Linked DNA regions of Oryctolagus cuniculus: region 1 is linked to region 2. The links are chromatin contacts, called in public Hi-C maps. All regions are on one chromosome and are shown on one strand. The core of a region is the stretch at or near the end of the contact, and the rest is flanking DNA. Distances in the headings are between cores, read along the strand shown. Region 1 has its middle 45 kb from the start of TENT4A. Region 2 holds the start of CFAP90 (cilia and flagella associated protein 90).

Region 1 (6,068 bases), core at 1,850-4,349, 920 kb before region 2:
GGTGACAGGGATCCAGAGTATGTGCCCAATGCTGTTTGCACACGCTCTCTGAGAGGCTGGGTGTGATGCTTTGTGTGCAGGCTTCCCCAGGAAATGTTTGCTGCTTCCACCTCTCCTGGGTGGTCACGCCACGAAAGACGGCATTGCAGACCACACGATCAGAACGTAGCTTCAGACGTGACGGATTTGGAATGTGAAAGGAAACGTGTGTAAGAATTTTTCTAGGTCGGTGAGTGACAACTCTGAGCAGGCTGCAAGGCCCCCTGGGTGCTCTAGAGCCGTCAGCCACAGGGCCTTGCACTGTGCAAAGCCAGGCATCGTGGGCAAGCGTCCCTCCTCCCCGAGGTGGTTCTGGTGGACGCGACAGCCCTGACCTTGACGTCCACTCTAGGGAAGCAGGTGCTTGGGGAGAGGGATGACCGCAGCCTGGTGCCCCCAGATCAGGCTGAAACCCAGGGCTGGCGGGCACCATCCAGCCACGCTGTGGAGACTCGAGCAGACTGGATGTAGAGTGGGCCCATGGGGTGTGGAGGGGCAGGTCTATGCTGGAGGGGCTGAGACATGGCTGACTTAGGGTCCTGGCGAGAGCGCCAGGTGGACGGGGTAGGCAGGAGGGCATTGCCCTTGGCCTCTGGGTTTCCCTGTGATTGGCAGTGCGGCCTCCCCGGAGCCCATGCCTGCAGGGGACCAAGGAGCCTGACAGGAAGTGACTCCGGCATCTAGAGGGAGCCAGGTTAGAGGTGGACCTGGAGCCCGAGGGGAGCAGTGAGACGGGCCCTGCACTCCCGGGGTCCCCGGGGAAGGAATGTGTCCTGGCCCCAGCCATGGAAAGCAGGAGACTCCCAGGAGGAAAGGAGGCCTGCCCCGTCCGGTGACAGGGCTGCGTGTCCTCCCTGGGCTTGAGAGGGACATCAGCACACGGGGGTGTCTGGTTCCTGTCCACTGTGACTGTGACCTCACCGTGTGGCTCGGCTGTGAGTTTGCTGCCTGGCAGGATCCCCACCTTGGCTCGGAGCCCTGCAACCCCAGTGAGCTGTTCATGGTCGGGGTTCCTGGACTCCCCATGCAGTGGCCACAGCTTTCCGGTGCCAGCTCTTGTGAACCCAAGTGACCCGTGGTCAGCAGCCAGGCACCGGGACCCAAGGGCAGGTGGGGCACACGGATGCCCCTGCTGTGGGCAGATGCAGGCTTGTGTTAATCCCACCTTCCTGGGACAGTCCGACCTGCACAGTTTACCCTCACACCTGTGAGATTCTGCCAATCCTCAGGTGACTTGGAAGAGTAGAGGAAATGTAGTGACCAGTAAACACACATGCACATTCACACATGTATACACACATTCACATGTACCACATACATATGCATGTGTACACATCCTATACACATACCACACACATATACATGTGCATATATACACACCATACACGCATGCATACACACACCTCGTGCATACACACACCACATGTATGCAATATACATGTACACATACGCTGCACACACATGCCATACAATGCACATACCACACACATTACACATTAATACAGACACACCACATACCACACACACGTTTACATATATGCACATATACATATATGCACATACCACAATACACATACACACCACACACACTATACACATGCACATATACACATGCATACACCACATGTACACACAGGCACACATATACACATTCATGCACACATGTACATATACATGCCACAATACATATATACACATATACCACACGTGTACCACACATACATATACATATACAATATACATGTACGCATACACATGCTGCACACATACATACATGTCACACAATGTATACACCACACACATTACACATTAATACAGACACACCACATACCACACACATTTACATATACACATTTACATATATGCACATACCACAATACACATACTACACACATGCACACAGCACACACATACTATACACATGCACATATACACATATGCATACACCACATGTACACACACAGGCACATACACATGCACACATGTACATACACATATACCACACGTGCACCGCACACATATACAATATACGCATGTACGCATATACACATACATACGTCCCCGACACCTCACTTTAAGAACAGCTCAGAGTTCGTTCATTTGTTGTCAGTGCCACAGCCTGGTCCTGGGGAAGTCCTGACGTCAGAGCCTCAGACGTTCTGGTGGGAGGAGGACTCCAGACCTTAACAGGCTCTCAGGAGCCGGAGTGGGGGGTCAGCCACCAGGGGGCTGGCCGCTGCCCGCAGTGGGGTGAGCTTGTGCGAGCGAGGGGGCGGCGCTGGCCTGGGCGGGTCTCTGAAATGGGGAGCTGGGCGGGGCATAGCCCTGGGTGGGCCAGAGTGCGTGGGCCACCCGCACCCTTCTGCCTATGTCTCGACGTGTTCCCAGGGCGTTTTCCTGGTTGGGGGTGCAGGTGGTGAGGCCAGTTCCGAGTCTCCTCCACGTCCGTGCCCCCTCCCACAGAACTGCCAGGTAGCTTTCAAGCTGGGAAGAGGCTGTGGGGTCAGTGAGGACAGCTTAGCCCCAAAGGTGAGAAACCGAAACTCGGCTTCTTAGGCCACAGCAGCCCTGAGCAGGTGCACCCGTGCGTGCCAGCCAGGGAGACAGTGTGGGGAGTTCCCCGCGCCTGACCCAGGGCCTGCAGCTGCAAGGGGCTGTGTCCTGTGTGTGTCTCCATGTGGGTGTCTCGCAGGCCTCAAACCCCGCAACCCCTAACCCAAATCACCTGCTTCCCCATCGTCCCACACCCCTGCTGCTCCCAGCATGTGCCCCTCTTCAGCAGGGACCTCAAGTTCCACCTGTCAGCCGGGCGACTGTGCTGCCACCTCTGAGCCTCCTGGAATCTGCCGCCTGCGACTCCTTCATTACCTAGAATCATCCGCACCTTTTCCTCCCGTCTGCTCTGGGCTTGCCCCCACTCCCTGGACCCCAGGACGCCTCCTGGCCAGGTCCCAGGTGGTCCCAGGGGCAGAGTGCACATCCCGGCCCTTCCCCCTCCTCTGGCGGGGGACCCCTTCCAGGAGTTCCCTGCAGTGCGCCCCGCTGAAGAGAGGGGGCAGTCTTGCCTCAGCCAGACCATTCCCCAGACCTGGGCTGGTCCAGGCTTCCCCTCTCGGTAGGCGGGGCCCTGAAACAGGTTGTGCGTTTAGTTAGTATTTAAGAGGAAATCCGGAACTCAGGTTTAAAAAACGCCAGGCAAATGAGGCTGCGATTTGTTTCTCTGATAAAGAGAGATCTGTGAGATCACACGGACCAGTAGGATGCGGCTATGGGCACAGCCCCTGGGGGGTCTGGGCTGAGAAGGGGGGATGGGGGGTGTGGGGGGTCTGGGCTGAGAAGGGGGGAATGGGGGGTGTGGGGGAGTCTTCTGCCACCCCAAAGGTGCCTGCTGTCTCCACCGGGGGAGTGAGCGATCAGAACCCCTCACCCCTGCAGAACCTGTGCCTGAGCAGGGGATGAGGGGCCACTTTGTCACGGGGTGGGGGGCGCTGATGTGCTGGGAGGGGCACCTGGAATTGAGGAGCGCACACACCCCCACGCACTCCTCCGCCCCGTCTCCTTGTCCCCCTGCTGTTCTCTGCTGCGGAATCTGCCTGCTCTCCCAGATGCAGGGCCTCAGGGGCAGGACAGGAACAGGGGGCCGAGGGCCTGGGTCCATGTCCATCTCCCTCCCTGGTCACCATGTGAGCCCCTGGGCGGGCAGCATCCTGCAGCCGGCTCTTCACCTGGGCAAGGATGCTGCACCTGCCGCCTGCGGGTGTGGGGGCCCCAGTGCAAGCCCTGGGCAAAGCTCTGTCTGCAAACCACAGCCCACCTCTGCAAGCCCAGCTTCTCCCTCTGCCCTTCCTGGCGGGACGAGCCTCGTGGCACACCCGGCTGGCACTCACCGAGGAGGCTGGCTGCGGCAGTGGCAGGACCTGGAGGCTGGGTACGGGGAAGCTGTGGAGTAGCCACCGCGGACGTCAGGGCCCTGTCCCCAAACACTTGCCACCGGGTTCCACAGGAGCAGAGGGGGAAACAGGGCGCACCTGCACCTCAGGTGCTCATGGGTGGGGCGAGCCCGGGGAGCTGGGCCACTGACTGGCCCTAGGGAGTGGGTGTCCATCAGCCGGCTGCGAGTGGGAGTGGCCTCATTCTGGTTGCTAGGCTTATGGCCACGTTAAGAGAACAGCAGTTTTGGTGAATAACCTATAAATAGTTACATAAAACTGAAGGTAGTGGCAAATAAATATTTCTGCTTTAATGGAGAAAACTCATTTTTCCTCTCTACATTTTTTGGTGTGCTCTGTGCTGCTTGGACTTCCTGTCCTAGAGGTAATGGGGTTTGAGGGAGGCAGCTGGGCCCTCTGTCTGCATTCGTCACAGGCCTGGGCTGTGTCCCTGCCTGGGGGTCCTTCTTCCCGCTGGCCTCCCACTCTGTGACGCTCTGCTGCCCCCGGGCCCCCCAGGCAGGATGAACCACTTTTGGGAGAAACGCACATTTGCTGGCTCCTTCCTGGATGGCATGCAGCGACTCAGTCTGGGAAAGGCACGGGACCCAGTGGTGTTCCTGGTGGGGTGTGCACATGACCACATGTGCGCACGTGCATGTGTGCCCCATGTGTGTGCATGCATGTGTGTGAGCACCCACACAGCACGGTATGTGGCTAGAACCTGCTCAGCCCTCCTTCAGGGCTGACGATGGGGCCCGGTGTCCGCCTGGAGCCGGCTGAGAGCCACCTGACCTGGCAAATGACTGGGACATTTTTTTTTTTTTAAGATTTATCTATTTGAAAGGCAGAGTACAGAGAGGCAGAGGCAGAGAGAGAGAGAGCGAGCGAGAGAGAGAGAGAATCTTATGTCTTTTGGTTCATTTCCTGAATGGCCGCAATGGCTGGAGCTGCGCCAATTCGAAGCCAGGAGCCAGGAGCTTCTGGGTCTCCCATGTGGGTGCAGGGGCCCAAGCACTTGGGCCATCTTCTACTGCATTCCCAGGCCACAGCAGAGAGCTGGATTGGAGGTGGAGCAGCCAGGATGCGAACTGGCACCCATATGGGATGCCGGCACTGCAGGCGGTGGTGGCTTTCCCTGCTGTGCCACAGCCCCGGCCCCTGGGACGCTCTTAATCCTTTCCACTTCCCCTTTTCATCCTGACTGATCCTTTTCCTCTTGGACACGAATGAAGAAGCGAGGGCTCATGACTCGTGGCTTAAGGGGATCAGGCTGGGAGCCCGAGAGCTTAGAGTTTGGCTCCTCTGGCTGCTGAGAGCAGAGGCTCCTGGCCTGGGGCCTAGGGGAGTGGATTGGACCAAAAGCACAGCCTGAGCCGCTGCACGTGCTGATGGGTGGGGTTCCCATGGCTGCCCAGGAGAGGGTACTGGTACTGCTGTGGGTGAGGGGACAAGGTGGGGGTGTGTCCCACAGGCAGCGGCAGGGCCAGGGCCTGCTCAGGGACCTGGCTCCAAGCCCAGGCTGCTCCCGAGGGGCTTCTCCAATACTTCCCCAATTCTAGGCTCTGCTTCCGTGAGTTTGTCTCTCTTAGATTCCTCGTATGAGTGAAATCAGGTGCCTGGCTGACTTCACTTAGCATAATGTCCCCAGGTTCCTCCCTCTTGTTGCCAGTGCCAGGAGTTCACCCTTTGTATGGCTGCATGGTATTCCACTGGGCATGTTTGCCACATTTTTAAAAAAGCCATATCAGGGGCCGGGGCCGTGGCTCATTTGGTTAATCCTCCACCTGCGGCACCCACATCCCATATGGGCTCCGGGTTCTAGTCCAGGTCGGGGCGCTGGATTCTGTCCCGGTTGCCCCTCTTCCAGTCCAGCTCTCTGCTGTGGCCTGGGAGTGCAGTGGAGGATGGCCCAAGTGCTTGGGCCCTGCACCCCATGGGAGACCAGGAGGAAGCACCTGGCTCCTGGATTCAGATCAGCGCAGTGCGCCGGCTGTGGTGGCCATTTGGGGGGTGAACCAACAGAAGGAAGACCTTTGTCTCTCTCTCTCTCACTGTCTACCTAACTACCTAACTCTACCCGTCAAATAAAAAAATTTT
Region 2 (5,714 bases), core at 1,347-3,846:
TGGGTGGACCACCCACCTGTGGCCCAGGCGCCTTCCTCGGCTGACAGGCACACCTCTGGCCCATCCTCACCCTCCTTCCAGGTGACGGAGGCCTTGCTCACTCCAGGCCTGTCTTGGTGGATTTGACTCCAGACTGGCAAATTCAAAAAGATTAAACCGGAGCTGCCAGGCTCAACTCCGCCCCCTTTCCCTCGGCCCTGCCCACAGGAGCAGATGATTACCCTATGCTTTTCCCTGCGGCCCCTGCTGCTGCGGCTGGGTGGGCGGCTCTGCCTGCTTGTGCCCAGGTCTGGACTGCACTATCCACAAGCTTGGGTGCCCAGAGCTCTCAGCAGGGTCCCACAGCCTGGCCTTTATCGCTGACCAGTGCAGATCCTGACCTCCACCTGCTTCGTCTTTTGTCCTATTTCTTTATAGCACCAAGGCGGTATTTACTGGAACCCCTCAAAATGGTGTATTCTGAGTGTTTTATTGTGGCTAAAAAGCCAAGGATTTTCTATTCCCAGTAAATGACCACTGTCCAACTTAAAACAGCAAGACTCCTAACTTTGACAATTTTTCTCATTCTGTGAATACTCCATAGTAATTGAAGATTAGTTGGCAGTCCTATAAACATTGTACACTTAACATGCAAAATCAGATAGACTGTTTAGTTTTTTTAATTTTTATTTTATTTATTTTTTGACAGGCAGAGTGGACAGTGAGAGAGACGGAGAGAAAGGTCTTCCTTTGCCATTGGTTCACCCTCCAATGGCCGCCTTGGCCGGCGCACTGCGTTGATCCGATGGCAGGAGCCAGGTGCTTCTCCTGGTCTCCCATGGGGTACAGGGCCCAAGCACTTGGGCCATCCTCCACTGCACTCCCTGGCCACAGCAGAGAGCTGGCCTGGAAGAGGGGCAACCGGGACAGAATCCGGCGCCCCGACCGGGACTAGAACCCGGTGTGTCGGCGCCGCAAGGTGGAGGATTAGCCTAGTGAGCCGTGGCGCCGGCCCTACAGTTCTTTCAAAACCTGTTGCCCCTGGGGAATAAAGAGGCCCACGGCAGGGCAGCGATGAGCTTGGGACCCACTGCTCCAGGTCCCCCAAGCGTGAACATCAGCAGAATCCAAGCCTGGGGCTGCAGTGGCTGGATGAGTGTCCCTTTCCACTCTCCCACCCAGAGGCATCCTCCAATGTCAGGGACACTGCTGGGGACACCTGGGGTTGCGTGGGATGCACCCGGGGACCGGAGCTGCCCTCACCAAGCACCCCGCGTCAGGGCATAAACAGCACGAACGGCAGCTTCAGGTAGAGGAGCCAGGTGTGTGCAGGGCTGGCTCCCTCTGAGGGCCCAGGGAGGACCTGTCCAGGCTGCCCCTGGAGGCACCTGCTCAGTGGCAGATGTCCCCTTCTCATAATGACTGGGGGATGCTGGGTTATGGCCTACCCCAGCAGCCTCCCTCTGATCATTTCTGGGTAATTCTATCTCCAAGCAGGCTCACGTTCTCAGGTAAGAAGGTTGGGACTCTAGCACGCGCATCTACAGCAGTCGCCGACGCTAGCGTCACACCAGGCTAACTCTGGGCCGTGCCCTTCCACTTGAAGCCTCACTAGCACAGCCATGTGCTCCGATCTGACGGGGGCTCCAGGCCTGGGGGGTGGGGGGAGGAAAGCAAAGAGGCATTTGGGGGGCTCACTCTACACACCTTGCTCCCGGGTACCTGGCTACCCCATGCCCCTACTCTGGGCCACTTTTAGCTGGGTTGAGAAAGGCCAGCTCTGGCGCCACTGTGCAGACTGAAGGGCCCAGGCCTCCCTTTCAGTAATGAGACCCCTGCACCCACCTCCTGAGCAGAACACGCGGTAGACATTTAGAGACAGCAGCAGGGAGAAAGGAACAGGTGACCCGCTGCAAGCCCTCGTGTAGCCTATGTCTTGGGCAGCGGGTGGGAGGTGCATGCGACCCTGGGCCCTGCCAGACTCCGGGGCCCACTACCTCCCACCCCTGCAATGGCTCCCGGCAGGGGCCTGGTCAGATCTGCCTTTTTCTCCCCTTTTCAGGCAGACAGAGGCCCTCATGCCCTGTGCCCCCACCCCCACGGCCGCCCTGGACCTGCCTGCCGCCCCCCACTCCGGAGGGAGATGTGCTCCCACCTACCGGGCAACCCCGGTGTCCCGGACCCTTCTCCAGGTCCTGGACACAGGGCACCCCGCTGTCCTGGTAGGAGTCCCTGGCTCTTCAGGAACTCAGACGCCCAGCGAGCAGCTCCCTCCCTTCCCCGAAGGGCACCCTCCGTGACCCAGCCAGGCCCGACCCCTCTCCCCGGACGCGCCCCTCTCTGTCCCCGCGACCCGGCTCCCCCCCGCCCCCCGCACACCTGGCCCTGGCGGTAGTAGTAGCTGTACTCCTTGGGGTCCAGGCGCCGCGGCGGGACGTAGCTGAAGGCCGACAGCGCCGAGATGGGCAGCGGCCGCGGCCTGGCCCGCAGTGTGGCGGCCGTGATCTCCTCTTCCTCCTCCAGGCCGTCCTGGTCCATCGCCTCCGCCCGCCCAGGGACCCAGGCCGCGTCCGCTCTCTGGCCCGGCGCCTGCGTTTGGCACTGCGCCCGCGTTCGGCCGTTGCCTGGACACTGTGGCCTGGCGACCCGCGGCTGGGCCGAGGCGGCGGGGGCAGGGATGACTCCCGGGGCACCTGCGGCCACGCCTGGCGTCCCGCCAGCCCTCAGCTCCCGAGGGAGGAGGCCCGGCCGTCTTCTGCGCCCGGGGGCCACCTGTGGCTTATCCAGGGGCGCCCGGGCCAGCGCAGGTGTTAACCCGCTTTGGCCCCGTGCACTCCTGGCCGTACGGGCTCGGAGAGCCGCTTGCGGGGCAGAGTTGTGAACTTAGGAGCTGCGTGTGTTCAAAGGAAAAGGCTAGCGAAGACCGAGAGGGTCAGGGAGCGCCCTCTAGGACGAGGGGCAGTGGGAGGGGGACCCCGCGGACAAGCACACCAAGGCGCACCTGGGGCGGGAAGGGGCAGGACCCCGTGATGGGGGCTGGTGGTAGGAGTTTCTTCCCCTGCCGCGATGCCTTTCAAACCAGAACACCCGAGGATCCCCAGTGGCTCATCCTCAGGTTTTCTCTGTAGGGTGACTCCCTCTATCGATGAAGACCCCAAGGTCCCCTACTTGAAGCATCAAACTCAAGAACTGAGATTTAGAAATGGAAATTTCATTTCGGCTTGTCCTGCTGATTTTGAAATAAAAATGAATGTGGTTTTATGTGATGCCTGAAACTAAAATCCCCAAATGCTAACAAGTCTGGCAAGCAGCAGGCACCGCCCAGCCCCAGCAGGAACCATGGTGCCTAAGGCAGATACCTGACCCCAGGACCCATGGAGCCTAAGGCAGATACCTGACCCCAGGACCCATGGAGCCTAAGGCAGATACCTGACCCCAGGACCCATGGAGCCTAAGGCAGATACCTGACCCCAGGACCCATGGAGCCCTAGGCAGATACCTGACCCCAGGACCCATGGAGCCTAAGGCAGATACCTGACCCCAGGACCCATGGAGCCTAAGGCAGATACCTGACCCCAGGACCCATGGAGCCTACGGCAGATACCTGACCCCAGGAACCGTGGTGCCTAAGGCAGATACCTGACCCCAGGACCCATGGAGCCTACGGCAGATACCTGACCCCAGGACCCATGGAGCCTAAGGCAGATACCTGACCCCAGGACCCATGGAGCCTAAGGCAGATACCTGACCCCAGGACCCATGGAGCCTAAGGCAGATACCTGACCCCAGGAACCGTGGTGCCTAAGGCAGATACCTGACCCCAGGACCCATGGAGCCTAAGGCAGATACCTGACCCCAGGACCCATGGAGCCTAAGGCAGATACCTGACCCCAGGACCCATGGAGCCTAAGGCAGATACCTGACCCCAGGACCCATGGAGCCTAAGGCAGATACCTGACCCCAGGACCATGGAGCCTAAGGCAGATACCTGACCCCAGGAACCATGGAGCCTAAGGCAGATACCTGACCCCAGGACCATGGAGCCTAAGGCAGATACCTGACCCCAGAAACCATGGAGCCTAAGGCAGATACCTGACCCCAGGACCCATGGAGCCCTAGGCAGATACCTGACCCCAGGACCCATGGAGCCTAAGGCAGATACCTGACCCCAGGACCCATGGAGCCTAAGGCAGATACCTGACCCCAGGAACCATGGAGCCTAAGGCAGATACCTGACCCCAGGACCAATGGAGCCTAAGGCAGATACCTGACCCCAGGACCCATGGAGCCTAAGGCAGATACCTGATCCCAGGACCATGGAGCCTACGGCAGATACCTGACCCCAGGACCCATGGAGCCTAAGGCAGATACCTGACCCCAGGACCCATGGAGCCTACGGCAGATACCTGACCCCAGGACCCATGGAGCCTAAGGCAGATACCTGACCCCAGGACCCATGGAGCCTACGGCAGATACCTGATCCCAGGACCCATGGAGCCTACGGCAGATACCTGATCCCAGGACCCATGGAGCCTAAGGCAGATACCTGACCCCAGGACCCATGGAGCCTAAGGCAGATACCTGACCCCAGGACCCATGGAGCCTAAGGCAGATACCTGACCCCAGGACCCATGGAGCCTAAGGCAGATACCTGACCCCAGGACCCATGGAGCCTAAGGCAGATACCTGATCCCAGGACCATGGAGCCTAAGGCAGATACCTGACCCCAGGACCCATGGAGCCTAAGGCAGATACCTGATCCCAGGACCCATGGAGCCTAAGGCAGATACCTGACCCCAGGACCCATGGAGCCTAAGGCAGATACCTGACCCCAGGACCATGGTGCCTAAGGCAGATACCTGATCCCAGGACCATGGAGCCTACGGCAGATACCTGACCCCAGGACCCATGGAGCCTAAGGCAGATACCTGACCCCAGGACCATGGTGCCTAAGGCAGATACCTGATCCCAGGAACCATGGAGCCTAAGGCAGATACCTGATCCCAGGACCATGGAGCCTACGGCAGATACCTGACCCCAGGACCCATGGAGCCTAAGGCAGATACCTGACCCCAGGACCATGGAGCCTAAGGCAGATACCTGATCCCAGGAACCATGGAGCCTAAGGCAGATACCTGACCCCAAGACCCATGGAGCCTAAGGCAGATACCTGACCCCAGGAACCATGGAGCCTAAGGCAGATACCTGACCCCAGGACCCATGGAGCCTACGGCAGATACCTGACCCCAGGACCCATGGAGCCTAAGGCAGATACCTGACCCCAGGACCCATGGAGCCTAAGGCAGATACCTGATCCCAGGACCCATGGAGCCTACGGCAGATACCTGATCCCAGGACCCATGGAGCCTAAGGCAGATACCTGACCCCAGGACCCATGGAGCCTAAGGCAGATACCTGACCCCAGGACCCATGGAGCCTAAGGCAGATACCTGACCCCAGGACCCATGGAGCCTAAGGCAGATACCTGATCCCAGGACCCATGGAGCCTAAGGCAGATACCTGACCCCAGGACCCATGGAGCCTAAGGCAGATACCTGATCCCAGGACCCATAGTGCCTAAGGCAGATACCTGACCCCAGGACCCATGGAGCCTAAGGCAGATACCTGACCCCAGGACCCATGGAGCCTAAGGCAGATACCTGATCCCAGGACCCATAGTGCCTAAGGCAGATACCTGACCCCAGGACCCATGGAGCCTAAGGCAGATACCTGAC

The links. A called contact is a pair of places that touch in the nucleus more often than the background predicts.
Region 1: a contact with region 2 is called in a Hi-C map of an unstated tissue, with 2.4 times the contacts expected there. The contact joins the enhancer-like site here to the promoter of CFAP90 in region 2. A contact is called at or near these places in 2 of 6 Hi-C or Micro-C datasets (ear pinna and an unstated tissue).

Annotation. Positions count from the first base shown.
Region 1 is chr14:93,537,387-93,543,454 of mOryCun1.1, reverse strand. No RefSeq gene overlaps it. Among named protein-coding and RNA genes, the nearest start is that of TENT4A, 45 kb to the left of the region's middle. Within about 2 kb of position 3,099, at least 1 of the 8 cell types and tissues checked has an H3K27ac peak or open chromatin away from gene starts, as enhancers often do.
Region 2 is chr14:92,613,697-92,619,410 of mOryCun1.1, reverse strand. CFAP90 (cilia and flagella associated protein 90) reads right to left here and starts at 2,596. Exons shown (of 3, transcript XM_008248839.4): 1 at 2,359-2,596. The coding sequence starts at 2,517.